Linked DNA regions of Ovis aries: region 2 is linked to region 1. Evidence: chromatin contacts called from public Hi-C data. All regions are on one chromosome and are shown on one strand. Each heading gives the region's core, a stretch centred on a gene start, on an enhancer-like site or on the middle of the called end of the contact. The rest is flanking DNA. Distances are from core to core; before and after follow the strand shown.

Evidence for each region. A called contact is a pair of places that touch in the nucleus more often than the background predicts.
Region 2: a contact with region 1 is called in a Hi-C map of tail adipose tissue, with 2.7 times the contacts expected there. The contact joins two enhancer-like sites. A contact is called at or near these places in 7 of 16 Hi-C or Micro-C datasets (blood, hypothalamus, muscle and 3 more).

The regions. Positions count from the first base shown.
Region 1 is chr14:45,010,335-45,015,433 of ARS-UI_Ramb_v3.0, forward strand. No RefSeq gene overlaps it. Among named protein-coding and RNA genes, the nearest start is that of GRAMD1A, 17 kb to the right of the region's middle. Within about 2 kb of position 3,722, at least 5 of the 54 cell types and tissues checked have an H3K27ac peak or open chromatin away from gene starts, as enhancers often do.
Region 2 is chr14:45,045,865-45,050,971 of ARS-UI_Ramb_v3.0, forward strand. It overlaps GRAMD1A (GRAM domain containing 1A), which reads left to right. Exons shown (of 20, transcript XM_027977390.3): 11 at 1-156; 12 at 1,198-1,341; 13 at 2,852-2,970; 14 at 3,061-3,203; 15 at 3,780-3,883; 16 at 3,969-4,142; 17 at 4,243-4,330. Among named protein-coding and RNA genes, the nearest start is that of SCN1B, 9.3 kb to the right of the region's middle. Within about 2 kb of position 3,332, at least 1 of the 54 cell types and tissues checked has an H3K27ac peak or open chromatin away from gene starts, as enhancers often do.

The DNA.
Region 1 (5,099 bases), core at 2,472-4,971:
AGCTTATCAGAGTGAATAGAACATCCAGGTGTTTCACTTAGGTTTTTAATCTTAGGAGCTTTGAACTGGGAGACTTTTTAAAATTTTTATTTTATTGAAGTACAGTTGATTTATAATGTGCTAATTTCTACTGTACTGGAAAGTGATTCAGATAAGTCTATACCTATATTCTTTTCCATTATCATATATCACAGGATATTGAATATAGTTCCCTGTGCTATACAGTAGGACCTTGTTGTTTATCCATCCTCTATATCTGCGTGCATCTGCTAACCCCAAACTCCCACTCTATCCCTCCCCCCACCTGCCCCCTGGGCAACTACAAATCTGATCTCTGTATCTGTGAATCTCTTCCTGTTTCATAGATACATTCATTTGTATGATATTTTAGATTCCACATTTAAGTGATATCATATGGTATTTGTCTTTCTTATCTGACTTGCTTCACTTAGTGTGATCATCTCTAGGCCCATCCGTGTTGCTTCAGATAGCATTATTTCACTCTTTTTGAAAACATGAACATTTAAAATTTTTATGACATCATACAAAGACTACCCCAAAGCTGAGATTAATTTTTAAAAATGCTCGTCCATACTTATGGTATCTTATGGTTTCTGTGCCTTATGGTTAGGTCTTTGTGGCATCTGGAATGGATCCTGATTTGTGATGAGGGCTCTGTATGTCTTCTCCTCCTCTGTAGCTCCACTGCCTCAGACAGTGTCTGAAACATAGTAATACTCAATAAATATTTGTTGAATGGGTGAAAAAAATGAGCACTCAGGTCCTTCAACATGTCCTCCCCTGAAACCATTATTTTCCATTGCCTGTGATGCTTTATTGCCTCTCAAAGACCTATGTACTGCATGCCTCCCTTTCCTCTTATTTCTCACAGGGAAGCTCAGAGTATTTCCCTGTGGAGCAACAAGCACTGAAACTTCTCAGAAGATGAGCAAGCTGCTGGCATCCTCTCTCTTCAGGTCAGAGCCTCTAGCAGGGAAGACACCCCAGCTCTGACTGCAACTGTCTGCAATGCTGTGTCAGTGTGGTTACCTACCTAGTCTTGCTGAATCCTTTTTCATAATGTGGGATGGTAACTAGTTGGTAACTAAAGTATGCCTAGCTCCAGAATACAGAAAACACTTTCTATGTCTGATTCTTAAAACCATCACACATGTGAACCCCAAAGTCCTGGGAAGTTATTCTTTCCTCTAGTAGTTGAGAACCAAAGCAAATCTGTGTTTCTGGGTCTGCAGTGCTTGATTCTGGTTTACAGAATCCAAATGGAAAATGTGATGTGTGATGACAAAAGGAAAGATCGGGGGTATGAAGGTAGGGAAAACCACTTGTGTTGTCACACACTACAAGCACATAGATGTAGACCCAGAGAGAGGGCGAGGGGCAATCAGGCAGAAATACTCCAGTGGCCCCAGCTGCATGCTTTGCTGCAAGTTGTTCTTTTCCCAGTAAAACTCAGCACAGAAATCCACTTCTGCTCCTCCTGCCCTCTGGCCTGCTCCAACTATTCCTCAGTCAGGGAATTCCCTGGCCGTCCAGAGACTAAGACTCCTTGCTCTTCCACTGCAGAGGGCATGGTTTCCATCCCTTATTGGGGAACTAAGATCCCACATGCCACGGGCAGGGCCAAAAAAGTCTTCAGTCAAAGGAGGGATAAATTAGGATATTGGGATTAACACATACACATGACTATATATAAAATAGATAATCAACAAGAACCTACTGTATAGCTCGGAACTCTACTCAATATTCTATAATAACCTATATGGAAAAGAATCTGAAACAGAATGGTTATATGCATATCTGAATCACTTTGCTGTGCAGCTGAAACTAATACAACATTGTAAATCATCTATAATATACTCCAATAGCCAAAGTTATGGTTTTTCCAGTAATCATGTACAGATGTGAGAGTTGGACCATGAAGAAGGCTGAGCACTGAAGAATTGATACTTTTGAATTGTAGCATAGAGAAGACTCTTGAGAGTCCCTTGGACAGCAAGGGACTAGTCAGTTCTAAAGGAACTCGACCCTGAATTTTCATCAGAAGGACAGATGCTGAAGCTCCAATACTTTGGCCACCTGATGGGAAGAGACACTGATGCTGGGAAACACTGAGAGCAGAATAAGGGGGCAAGAGAGGGTGAGATGGTTGGATGGCATCATTGACTCAGTGGACACGAGTTTGAGCAAACTCAAGGAGATAGTGAAGGACAGAGAAGCCTAGCGTGCTGTAGTCCTTGGGGTCCCAAAGAGTTGGACATGACTTAGTGACTGAACAGCAACAACATACTCCAATATAAAATTAAAATTGAATTAAAAAAAAATAAAAGAGCTGTGATCTTGGCGAGGCAACAGTGAGCAGTGGCATGAAGCAAGATCTTAATTCCCTGCCCGGGAATCGAACCTGGGTAGCCTGAATGAGAACCAGGAATCTTAGCCACCAGACCTGCAAGGGCTAGAGTCTAGAAGCTATTATGCCCTAGACCTTTGCCCCTAGTGAAAAATACATTTATAATGGAGGCAGAAACGGTAAATGCTGATGCGTGCATGTGTGCCCAGTCATTTCAGTCGTGTCCAGCTCTTTGTGACAATATAGACAGCCCTCCAGGCTCCTGTGTCCATGGGATTCTCTAGGCAAGAATACTGGAGTGGGTGGCCGTGCTCTCCTCCAGGGGATCTTCCCAACCCAGAAATCAGTGTCTCCTGTGACTCCTGTATTGCAGGCATATTCTTTACAGCTGAGCCACCGGGGCAGCCCTGTAAATGCAAAGGTTATTATTAGATATATAGCAAAACAACAAGTAGGAGAGCACATAGAGAAGCAGTTTGTTTAGCTGACATAGAAGCAAGGCCGAGATACACACCCAGAGAGAGAGAGTGAGGGAGTCCCCCCTAGTGAGGTGGAGCTCTGTAAAGAGGTGGTTACGTCATTTATATAGGACAGTGCTTCCTCCTTCAGGGCAATTACTTTCCACAACTGACGTGTCCCTGGAGTGGGCACACACCCCTCAGCCAACATGGATCTCGAAGTGAAGGCTTCTGGGAGGAACAAGACTCATTATGGCCTGGAATTGTTCCCTGATGTTTGACCCACAAGTAGCCTTTCCGTGCATGTGTAGTGTCTCCCTTTTCCCAAAAGAGGGGGGAGCAGAGATCCCTTAATCCTTTACTCAAACAGCGTTTTGCCCCTCTTTGTCCTTGCCATGACTGTTATCTTGTCTATTGCCATGACTATTCCCTTAAGGTGTTTACAAGAGACAAACACTGGTTATTTACTCTGTTTCTGTTGTTACTTCCATTTCAGAGGGCAAACAGGAGGCTAATTGTAAATGCCTTAACTGGAGCCCACCTATCTCTTGGCTCAAGAAAGGCAAACAGTTGTTAAGTATCCAGCCCGAAGCCCACTTCCTGGTGCCCCATGAAATGTAAATAGGAGGCCAATTGTAAATGTCTAACCTGGAGCTCATCTATCTCCTACATCAATTCCTCCATCAATTGTACTGGGTAAGACCTCTCCTCAGATAGCAACATTGAGAAGCAAAAGTGACATCTGGCCTGAGGACCCCAGTTCAGAACTGCCAGAGAAGAAGAGGCAGGAACTCAAAAGAGAGAAAGTTCATGACTCAGAGGAAGTGGTTCTTCCTGCCACAGGAAGAGTCAGCGTATCCTGAGGAAACCACAGGCTTTGCAGAGCCTGAGCTCTTCCTGGTCCAGAGGGAGACGACTTGGTTTGCAGTATTCAGGGTGGAGCCTGTGTCTGAGGCCTTACCCGTTTGAGACAGAATCTGACCCAGGCCCCGGGGAGGAGATTTGGAGGGGTGGTGCACCCAGTCAGTTGCTCCAAGTTAGGCTCAGCAAACCAGAGATCAAACCAATCAATCCTAAAGGAAATCAGTCCTGAATGTTCATTGGAAGGACTGATGCTGAAGCTGAAACTCCAATACTTTGGCCACCTGATGCAAAGAACTGACTCATTAGAAAAGACCTTGATGCTGGGAAATATTCAAGGCAGGAGAAGAAGGAGATGAAAGACGATGAGATGATTGGATGGCAACACCGACTCGATAGACATGAGTTTGAGCAAGCTCCAGCAGTTGGTGATGGACAGGGAAACCTGGCATGCTGCAGTCCATGAGGTCGCAAAGAGTCAGACACCACTGAGTGATTGGGCTAAACTGAACTGAGGCTCAGCAAACACAGATACCGGTACCAAGAAAGAGGCCAGAAGCCAGTGTGGGACAGAAATACTGCCTTCACTTGAACACAGGCTGGCACACTGGGCTGAGAACCCTGTTGTGTGTGTTTCGCGGGGGGAGGCGAGGCAGCACAGGCACACGTGCAGCTTGCACGTGACTGGGGATCCCGATAAAGAAATGACATGTGAGTGGCTATTTGTAACCAGTGGCTGCATAACAAGTTATCCCTCAACTTAGCAGCTTAGAGCAACACACACCTATTATCTCCCAGTTTCTGTGGGTCAGGCCTCCAGGCAAGGGCTTAGCTGGGGCCCCTCCTCAGGGTCCCTCTCAAGGCTGCAGTCAAGGTGAGGCACCAGGTGGCTGGCACAACCGGGAAGGAGACACTTGCAAGTTCATGTCTTTCCTCACAGGGGTTGACCAGAGGCTGCCCCCAGGTCCTCCTCTTCCCCACCCCAGCAGCATGCGTCATCAGGGTACGCAAGCCAAGGGGGCCATTGGAGAGTCTGCTAGTAAGAAAGAAGTCACAGTTTTTTGTAACCTAATCATTCCGTCAGCTTTGCCATATTCTCTTGGTAAGCAAGTCATGACATCAGGCCCGCACTCAAAGAAGGAGATTACACAAATGCACCAGTAACAGGAGGTGGGGGTCATTGGAGGCCCTTGAAGAAAGCCTGCCTCCCAAAAGTGGGGAAATACCTGCAGAAACATATCTAAAACTATGCTTCCCTCGGGGTCTAGACTATTCTTGAGGAATATTTAAGAACACAGCTTTTTTTTTTTTTTTTTTTAAGGAAACAATAAAATCACTTTAATTTGCTACTTTTCATTTTGAAAGATCATTGCAGTATCATTTGTAAAACGCAGCCAGGAAAGATGCCCCAG
Region 2 (5,107 bases), core at 2,082-4,581, 35 kb after region 1:
CCTCCTCCAGCCAGACCGTGACCCCGGTGGCTGAACCCCCGAGCGCAGAGCCCACCCCACCTGACGGGCCCACCTCCCTGGGCCCCTTGGATCTGCTGCCCAGTGAGGAGCTGTTGACAGACACAAGTAACTCCTCCTCGTCCACGGGGGAGGAAGGTGAGGCAGGTGGCCTGACTCGTTTGCTTTGGCTACACGAGACAGACTTTACTCAGATGGGCTGACCAAGAGACTTGCTGGCTCACAGGACTGAGAAATCCACAGCACAGGCAGATAAGGCATTCACGTGTTCTTGTTGGAAATCTGTCTGTATTTTGCTCTGCTTTGAAGGCAGCTTAGCAAAGTGGATAGGAGGCATAGATAGAGCCCCATAGATGGCTGGGGCTCAAATCCTGGCCATGCCACTTCCCAGCTGTGTGACGTGGGCAAATTATTCAACCTCTGAGCCTCATTTTCCTTATCTGAAAAATGGGTTGGCAGTAATAATGCCTACTTCATAGGGCTGTCACGAAGAGACAACCGTTATACATAAGCCATTATGTATTAAATGGCTTAATACATGTAGAATGCTTGGGCCGGACCGTAAGTGTTGGCTTGTTTCCATCAGCGGCAGCAGCATTTCCATTTTCTGCATGCCCACTTCATTCTCAGGTAGCTTCTACTCTTGTGGGGGCAGAGAGAGCTCCAGCCCTGTGCCGGATAAGCCTAGTGGAAAGAAAGCCTGCTTTTCCCAGTGATTGCCCCAAGCTCTAGGGTTGGCTCTGATTGGAGAGCTGGCCTACCCCTGAGCCCACCACTGTGGCTCGTGGCCTGGCCTGGGTCACACACACTTGTGCATGCCCACACGCACACACCCTGAACCAATCACCGTGGCCAAAGGCTCAAGGTTATGAGCTTGAGGCTGGGCTTATGACAGGGCCACCCCCATTGTCGCTGGGACTCCAAGTATGTGGGCCTAGGTGTGTGCTCCACCTTCAACCCACAGTGATAGCTCTGATTGTCTGGCTTGGGGCACACGCCCACCCTAAAGCCATCCCGTGGTGGAGGGAGCAGAGTCGCTCCATGTCAGTGTCCACTCTGGTCCCGGAGGACAGGGCTGCCCAACCGCCCCACAAGGCCTGGGAGTGGGGAGGAGCACCCCCCACAAGGGACCCAGAGGAATGCAGGCAGCCCCCTGCACTGTCCTTCTCTGTCGCCCAGCCGACCTGGCGGCCCTGCTGCCTGACCTCTCCGGCCGTCTCCTCATCAACTCCGTCTTCCACGTGGGTGCCGAGCGGCTCCAGCAGATGCTCTTCTCAGACTCGCCCTTCCTGCAGGACTTCCTGCGGCAGTGCAAGTTCACAGGTCAGGGGCCGAGGCGGCTGGGGTACAAGGGGAGGGCGCGGGGAGGAGCAGGCCAGGAGACCGGCAGGAGCCGCCAAGCAAGTTGGGTGCGGTGGGTCAGGGAGTGAAAAGCAGCGATTCTGAGACCAGAGGGGCTCCACCTCCTACCAGCTGAGTGGCCTCGGGCCAGGGGCAGACCTCCTCTGTGCCTCAGTTTCTTCCATGTGGGGCGGGTGTGATGCTCTGTCTGCCTTGTCAGGTGCTCGTGAGAGCTAAATGAGTCAGTACTGGGGAAGCGCCTAGAACAGGAGCAGATAGGAAGCCATTTAATAAATATGAATTAAAGACTGCTCTGTCAGGCCAGTGCAGAGCCCAGGACAGATGAACTCGAGTCCAGTGGGAACAGCAGTGAAGAGATACGGACACATAAGCGTGTATATCAGAGGGCTGGCTGTGATCTAGGGGGTATCAGGAAAGGATGCTGGAAGGATGTGAATTGAAACTAAGGCCTAAGCGAGGAACTTTCCTAGGGAAATGGGACGGGTGGGAGAGGGGAAGTCCAGGGAGGCCAGCAGGGTGCCTGTAAAGCTCCTGGAGCTGGAGGCAGGCACTGGGAGAAGGCCCTTGGGGTTGGGCCCCCGAGGCCAGGTGTGGAGGGGGAAAGCCACAGCACCAGGGGAGGCGGAAGGGCTGACCAGGAGACCAGCAGGGAGCTCAGGAAGCTACGAAAGAGGTTCAAGTAGGGGAGAGGCCTGTGTCTTTTCTTGATTGATGAAAAAGAGCCATGCAGCATCCTCTGCAGAATGGGTAAGACTGCCTTAGGTTGGGAGCTGTCAAATCCCCCAAAACTATGCTTATACTCTGGAGAGAGTGGCACATCAGACTGAGAAGCTCAGACTGTCCAGCAGTACTGGGGAGTCATAAAGTGTTGTAGGGAGGGACAGGGTCAGCCTTGGCTGTTAGAAGCTCCCCCTGGACCAGAGCTGGAGATGGAGGCCAGAACCTCAAGGGGAGGCTGGAGAGGTGCCCTGGAACAGCAAGTATGGGATGAACGAGGACAGTGCTCAGGCAGTCAGTGAATAGATAGTGTCCAGGATGAGGCCCAAGGCTCTGCAGGGAGCCTGAAGAATGGTGGGGCCCAGTGAAGAGGGCCATGTTTCAGGGGTTGGGGAGGCCAGTGGCTGTGCGGGGTCCTGAGGACTTCCGGGGGAGGTTTTCAAGAGGTCGAAGGACCCTAGGTCTCAGGCTCAGGGGAGAAACCAGGACTGGTAGCATGGAGATAAGGGCTGCAGAGTGGATGCAGTGGCCCAGGAGGGCTGAGAAGTATGGGCAGGAGAGAGGCCCTGGTTCCAGGGGTCATCAGCATCTAGAAGGAAGATGGGGCAGACACTGGGGTGGGAGCAGGGAGGAGGTGCGGGTTTAGGAGCCAGTCTCCAGAGAACTGGAACCTTCCGCAAAAGGCTGGGTCTCCTCCTGCCTGAGGGCAGAGGACTGGAGAATGGTGTCTTGACTCTGCCCCTCCACCCGCCAGACGTGACCTTGAGTCCCTGGAGCGGGGACAGCAAGTGCCACCAGCGCCGAGTGCTGACCTACACCATTCCCATCAACAACCCGCTGGGGCCCAAGAGCGCCTCTGTGGTGGAGACACAGGTGAGCCGGGCAGGGTGGCCGGCAGGTGGGGGGCCGAGGGTCGGGTAGGGAGGCTGGTGCTGACTCCTGGCTCCCGCCTTGACCCTGCAGACGCTGTTCCGGCGCGGCCCCCAGGCGGGAGGGTGTGTGGTGGACTCCGAGGTGCTGACGCAGGGCATCCCTTACCAAGACTACTTCTACACTGCCCACCGCTACTGTATCCTGGGCCTTGCCCGGAACAAGGCCCGCCTCAGGTGAGCCGCGCCCTGGCCCCGCCACCTGACACCCGGGTGGTCCCAGGGCCCCCTGCCACATTCTCCCTGTCTCGAGTCAGCCGCAGAATGCTGGTTGCCACCCCGGCAGATGAGCAGAAGTCAGGAACACCCCGAGGTGGTTGACCTGAGCCACCAGCAGGGCGGAGTCACCACTAACCAGGAGGGGAAGGCGGGGAGAGCTTGGGAGACCAGGAGCTCAGCTTGGGACATGCTGAGGTGTCTCTCAGACCCCCACGTGGGGGTGGACACAGCCGCAGGGTGGAAGGGGTTCAAGGGTGAGGTGCGGGCTAGGATGGCAGTCTGGGTGGGCAATGCTGGGGTAGCACTGAAGGTGGGAGACCTGCCACAGTCACGGGTGTGGACAGAGAAGGGGCTGCGGGCTGAGTGGGGTGTTGTGTGGGGATCACAGGGAACCCTTGCCGGGGTGGGGGGGTGTGTTTTGTGTGTGGGTGACATGGGGCCCTCGCTGAATTAGAAGAGGGCACGCACCCCCTGGGGAATGGGACAGTGGGCTGCAGTCAGCCCCTGACCACCTCCCTCCGCCCTCTTCCCCAGGGTGTCCTCCGAGATCCGCTACCGGAAGCAGCCCTGGAGCCTCGTGAAGTCCCTCATTGAGAAGAACTCGTGGAGCGGCATCGAAGATTACTTCCACCACCTGGGTAGGGGGCAGGGGCCCGGACGGGCTGCAGCTGGGCTCATGGCTGGGCTGGGGCGGCCGTGCAGAGCCCTCTCCTGTGTCCGCAGAGCGAGAGCTCGCCAAGGCCGAGAAGCTGTCCCTGGAGGAAAGCGGGAAGGATGCGCGGGGCTTGCTGTCCGGCCTGCGCCGGCGGAAGCGGCCTCTGAGCTGGAGGGCTCACGGTGATGGGACCCCTCACCCAGACCCTGACCCCTGTGCCCGGACTGGCATGCACACCTCGGGTGGGTTCTCTCGGGCCTGGCGGGGGGCCGGGGAGGAGCTGGGGGCCTGGCTGGGGTGAGTAGCGATCAGCCCATCTGACTCGGAGTTGCTCCCCCACAGGCTCCCTCAGCTCCCGCTTCTCCGAACCGTCTGTGGACCAGGGCCCCGGGGCGGGCACCCCCAGCGCCCTGGTTCTCATCAGCATTGTGTGAGTAAGGGGGCCGGGCTTGGGGGGATCAGACAGGCCTGGATCTGCACCCTGGCTGTGCATCCCTGCGCCAGTGCTTGGCCTGTCCGGGCCTCTGCTTACGTGGGAGCGTGGGCTCACCCCACAGCAAGGGTTAAGGAGGCGATGTTTGGGATGTGCCCAGGAGGGCTCCTCAGCTTGTATCCCTCAGTTTGTCATGGAGAGGTAGTCCCCACAGGGAGGTGGAAACCCTGGGGCTCTGGGGTAGTGGTCAGAGCGGGTGTGGCCTCACCCGGGGAGCTGGAGGAGCAGGCTCCCAGGAGAGGTGGAGTTAGGTGAGCCAGGAGAGATTTACGCATGGAGGTTTCAGGTTTTCTGTGCTCAGCCCTGAGCTGTGTCACACGAGGGACACAGTAGTGACCAGCAGTCCTGGGGCGAGACAGGTCTGGCACCAGATCAGAGGGATGAGGTTGTGATGGAAGGAATGGGTGAGGCTGACAAGGAAGCCTTGGGAGGCCGGGGAAGGCTTCCTCCAGGCCAGCCAGTGGGTCATTGGGGAAGACATCCTGGAAAAGCAGAGGACTCTGAGCTGAGATCACCCCCCACCCACAGTGGGTTTAGGCTGGAGAACCCACCTTCACAGAGGCCTGGGCTGGGGGACCCACCTGCACACAGGCCTTGCCTGGGGGTATCCTGGCCTGGTAGGGGAGTCCCACATGTACGGGCCTGAGCTGGGAACAGGGCGCTCTGAGGAGATGGAAATGAGATCCATGCTCCTGCCAGACCATGGGCAGTGAG